2 separate regions of the Anas platyrhynchos genome follow, and region 2 is linked to region 1. A link is a contact called in public Hi-C data. All regions are on one chromosome and are shown on one strand. The core of a region is the stretch at or near the end of the contact, and the rest is flanking DNA. Distances in the headings are between cores, read along the strand shown.

What was found. A called contact is a pair of places that touch in the nucleus more often than the background predicts.
Region 2: a contact with region 1 is called in a Hi-C map of skeletal muscle, with 1.9 times the contacts expected there. The contact joins the promoter of MYD88 here to the promoter of XIRP1 in region 1. A contact is called at or near these places in 2 of 8 Hi-C or Micro-C datasets (skeletal muscle and subcutaneous adipose tissue).

Annotation. Positions count from the first base shown.
Region 1 is chr2:154,360,894-154,363,593 of IASCAAS_PekinDuck_T2T, forward strand. It overlaps XIRP1 (xin actin binding repeat containing 1), which reads left to right and starts at 1,371. Exons shown (of 8, transcript XM_038173952.2): 1 at 1,371-1,527.
Region 2 is chr2:154,513,525-154,516,224 of IASCAAS_PekinDuck_T2T, forward strand. MYD88 (MYD88 innate immune signal transduction adaptor) reads right to left here and starts at 1,400. Exons shown (of 5, transcript NM_001310832.1): 1 at 990-1,400. The coding sequence starts at 1,365.

The DNA of each region.
Region 1 (2,700 bases), core at 121-2,620:
GCTTCAAAGCCTTGCTTTGCCCATTCAACTAAAAACCCATCCAACATCCGTCAGATTTGTCCCTTGGAAGCCCAGCAGCTGATAAAGTCACTGATATTTTCCCATCAGGGTGCAGGGCATCCTGCACACTCCTCCAAGAGCTGAATATCGTTCAGTGGAAAATTACCAGGTCAGGAAGACCCTGAGAGTGCAGGAGGAGGGCAAAGGCTTCAAGCCTGGTACACACCTGAATCTGTACAGAGCTGGGGGCGTGCTCTAGGCTGGTCCTTAGGTGCTGCTGCAACAAATGCACCTGAGATCATAAGCACCTAATGCATGAAATCAGACTCACCATACCTGCAAGGTAGAGAATAAAAGTGTTAAAGTTTCTCAGATGGGTTTAAGTGCTGGAATAAAAGCTCAGTAAAGAGTTTTCTACTTGTTCCAGTAAGATTTGGATCAGAACGCACAGAAAAGTGCAGGTTATTATTCATAAAGTGATGACAGAGGTGGTCGGTCCGTATATCCAGCTCTGTGTGTTGCCCTAACTCACCCCTAGTATCAAAGGTTTCTTGCTTAGCTTAGGCTTTTCTGGGTAAATGATTTTCCAGCTTTTGATGTTAAATGCAGCCCTTCTGGTTCATTATAAACCAACACACTATTATCTGCTCTTATTCACGCACTGCCTTTGTTGCTTGGTCAACCTTCCAGCATGTGCAGGACAAATCCCCCGAAAGAACTTCATGGAAAACCATGGATTGTCAGGTGCCAGACCAGTCCTGTTAGTGGGCACGATGTTTTTTGAGGGGTTACCTTTGCTAAACTCTGATTTTGATCAGACTTAGATGATGCATAAATTGGATCCCCACAACCAGTCCTGCCTTTTCTTGTCCCTAATAGTGAACAATTTCAATTCATTGCACCCGGACCCTCTCTCCCTGAAGTCCTGACCACCTCATTTTTGCCAGGAGGAGCAGTGCATGCCCTAGAGCTGTTAACAGTCTGGAGAGATTTCCTTTCTTATGGTTCAGGCAAAGCCTCCTCAGCAAAGTCACAGGCATTTGGGACCATAAGATGCGCTGAAAAACCTTCCTGGTTTGGAGGATGAATGTATGACCTTTGCCAGAAACATCCACTTTAAAATCCCCATGCTGAGGAACTAATTTCTGCTCCACCTCAGACAAGGATTCCAGCAGATTTACACCCAAATCAGAGCCTTGCTGTGGGTCTAGATGGCTATTCATGCCCCAGCTGGGCTCTGAATTTACTCGGTGGTTTTACAGGGAAGGATGAGACCTTAATATTTGGCAACAGGCTAGCAGGAGCAAGGAGGAGGCTTCAACTCCTCCGCTCTTCAGTGCCAGCTCTCCAATTCACACCAGCTCCAATCACACATCAGCTTTTAATATTTAATTGCAGCTTTGCCAAGGGACTTTGCCTCCTGTCTTGTAAAGGAGGGGATGAAAAAGGAGTCAGAAGCGTGGTACTGAAGAGCCCCAAGGAGACTATCAAATGGCAGATCTCAGGTGGAGGAAAGCACTCTAGCATGTAAGTGATTTTACACCAAAAAAAAACAACCCTCCCAGATCAGAGGAGATGGAATGAATTAATATCAGTAAGCCCTTGGTGACTGGGGGGTGCTGTGCTGGTTGTGGGAACAGTTCAGGGTGGGCTGAGAAGTGTATTTCCATTTACTGTGCCTACAGTATTGAAGAAGAGGGGGGCATAAATGAAAAATCAGGGAAGGCTTCCCTTCTAATGCGTTTATCCTGCCATGAAGTAAATCCCCCAGGGGCTCTTCACGTGGAGTTGTTTAACATTAGACACAACCGCAAGAATGGGGAATGATCCCTGGACTGTGGGAGGTGGGTGTCTGTGATCTAAAGCTGTCTCTTCTCTAACATTGTGTGAAGTGACCTGGGGAAAAAATAAATAAAAGGAGGGATACAAAAATAAAAAATAAATTTAAAAAAAAAGAGGAATTTCTAAAGCAAATAGTGAGAAATATACATCCCTCTTCCTGGTCTTGATTTCAGATATGTTAAAAGGGGAAGGCGGTGATTCATAAGCTGCTGAGTATCACCCCAACCCCCCAGAAAAAAAATTGACCAGATCTGCAAGTGCAATAGAAATCATTTATGAAACATATTATGCAAGCAACACAGCTTTTAAAACAAGTATTTTCAAAATCTCAGTGCAAGTATCTAATAATCCCATGGTTTGGATGTCTGTGTCAGTAATTAAAGAGCAATTACGTATAACTTGTAGGTCCCTTGAGCTCTATCTAAATTCAGAAAATGAGCCCCAGATGACCTAATGTACTTCCAAGTGTCAGATCAGTCATCACAAATCCACTGCCTGAGACTTCTGCTGTGCCTTTCTGAAGCCTGGAATACAAGAACATTTTTGGCAGAAGAGGGCAAGAGGTGCTTAATCCTCCAGTTACTGCTTAATTCAGAGCTGATTCATGTCTACACAACACTGGAGACATTAAATATATATATATATCCATTTATGATGCATACACATAATTTCCATCAAATTACTTTAAATGATTTAAAGCTGAACCTTTTTCTGGTTCTTTCCCTTTCTCTGTCACAAAGCTGGACTGGGTGACTAAGGGGAATAAGAAAATTGATGGGCAAAGGTGGAAAAGACCCATTCCGTGCATTAGGAGTAATTTGACTTAAAATGCATCTTCTTAACCCTATTTTATTTTTT
Region 2 (2,700 bases), core at 150-2,649, 150 kb after region 1:
CTCCTCCCGCTCACCCCGCTATTGTCTGTCCGGGGTCTGAAGAAGTCAGCCCACTGCGCTCCCTCCTGGGGGCTCGGCTGAATTTGGGGCCACGAGCAGCCTCAGTGAGCGATTCTTGCTGTTCTTCTGATACCTCAGGTCCCTCACGCAGCTGTGGCTCACAAAACATACTGATTTCTTTTTCCTTTCCCCAAAGTCTTCAGAGCGTTCTTCGCTGGGCAGAGCAGCGGGAGCACAGGGAAGCCCTCCGTCGGTTCGTAGTCAGGCTCTCCGCGCAGCCACATTCCTACAGCTTCAGCTCTTGCAGTAACAGGAAATGAGATTTGTTATTTCTTCATCGGTAACCCCGTAAACGACACGCCACAACACACGGCCTCAGAGCAGCCCCTGGCTTTGGAAGCGCTTCGGCAGTTAAGTTCCCCTCCAGTTCTCGCAGCCGGCTTCCCTGTGAACTCCTGTGATCGCGAGCAGAGGCTACAAAGCACAGGTTATAAAAGCAGCCGTGGGGCCCCCACGTTCACTGCTGTGTGCTGATTGTGCCTTGTAATTTTTCGGCTTACATGGAAATGAACTTCCCCTCCTGACACCCTGACCCTACAGGTGGTGCTGCACACCCTGCACCCCAAATCTCCCCCTAGCACTGCACCACTCCCACATTATTCAATATCTGAGCCTCCTCATGGCCCAGTGTGCCGAAATCATCCTTAGACGTGCTGATAGGAACCAAGGGGGTCCTCTGGATAAGATGAAGCTCGCGATTACTTCTCAGGGCTCAAGGTTAGCAGAACCGGGGCGCCCTTCCCTCCTGAAAGCCCTGTGAGGAGGAACCATGAAGGGGCTGCCGCGTCGCTGTGTGACCCCAAAAAAAAACCAGCAAGGAGCCGTGGGGCTCAGTTTCCCCTCACACCCCCTCTGGGGACATCCCCAGGATAAAACCCGGACCCTTTGTGCCCATTTCCACCTCCCCCTGAGGTACACCCGCGCCTCACCCACGCTGGCCGCCAGGTCAACCAAGACGTCGTGGCGCTCCAGCTGCCTCAGCAGCTCGAGCAGGCGGCCCACGGTGGCCCCGCCGGGGCAGCGGCTCTGCCACTCGTCCAGCAGAGCCCCGGTGGGGTCTGGCAGAGCCTCCAGCCGCCGGATCTCCAAATATTCGCAGCCCAGCTCCTCGGCCAGCGCCGTCCAGTCGGCGGCGGCGGCGGCGCGGGGGTTGAGGTAGAGACCGAGGCGGCGCCTCACGCCGTAGTTCAGAGCCACCATGGGCACGGCCGCCAGCTCCGGGGGGAAAGAACCCGGAGCCGAGCCCGGAGTCGAGCCCGGAGCTGAATCCGGGGTCGAGCCCGAGCTCGCCGGTGCCGTGGCCATGGCCGGGGCCGCTTTCGGCTTCTTCTTCCCTCCCCCGGAGCCTTCCCGCCCCGCCTCGCCTCACGGGGCAGGACCCGCCTCTGCCTCTGCCTCTGCCGCCCCCGGGGGGAGGCGAAAGGAGGAAGGATCTGCGCTTCACGAGCCTTTATTATTACTATTATTACTATTTTTTATTTTTTTTATTTATTTTTTTTTTTTCCCAAATAGCACCTCAGGAATCCACATTTTGTCTTATTGTCCAGCTCCAGGCTTCTCCAAAGGATCTGGGGGTGCTGATGGATGCTGAGTGAGACCCAGCAGTGTGCGCATGTGGCTGTAGAGCTCAGGGATATGGTTTAGTGGGGACTGTTAGCGTTAGGTCAGAGGTTGGACTCGAGGATCTTGAGGTCTCTTCCAACCTAGAAATTCTGTGATTCTGTGATCCTGGCTGGTAGCAGCCAGCAGGAGCAGGGCGGTGATGGTCCCCCTGGGCTCTGCTCTGCTGGGGCTGCACCTCCAGGGCTGTGCTCAGCTCTGGGTCCCTCAATACAAGGACATCGAGGCGCTGGAGTGTGTCCAGAGCAGGGCTATGGAGCTGGGGAAGGTGATAGGACCAGAGGGAATGGCCTCAAGTTATGCCAGGGGAGGTTCAGGTTGGAAATGAGGAGACATTTCTGCTCAGCAAGAGCAGTCAGGCATTGGGACGGGTTGCCCAGGGAGGTGGTGGCGTCACCGTCCCTGGGGGTGTTCAAGGAGAGGTTGGACGTGGTGCTTGGGGACATGGCTTAGTGGTGACATTGGTGGTAGGGGGATGGTTGGAACAGGTGATCTTGGAGGGCTTTTGCTGCCTTAATGACTCTGTGATTGTCCCACCCAACACCCAGACCATCAGATTCACAAGGAAAGGCTGACAGCTGATGTACACCCAATCTCTGTGTCCATGGCTCTGCTTCTGCTCCTTTTCCACCCAAAAGCTGAGGCACTTTTGCACATCCAGCTTTGGAGCTGCCAACTCTGCCAGCAGCAGCCATGTCCCAATTCCCCAGGTTAGCTCAGGCCAACAACAGCTCCAGCTAACCCAGGAGATTTTACCCAGCCCGGTTGGGATCCCTCAGATACTGCTCTGTGAGGGAGCAGGTGAGAGCAGCAACTCACCATCGTAAGGAGATGAGCTGGGAGCAGTCCCCTCTTGCACACATTCACTTGGATCAAGAACAGGACATCTGTCAGGATCTGAGTGGCTTTGCAGTTGGGTTTCTGATTAATTAGGTTTGAACAAGCGATGCTCAGAACACTAGGCCTGTTCAGGTACTCCAACATCTGGGCTACTGCTTTGTCCCAGACTTTTATTTGGGA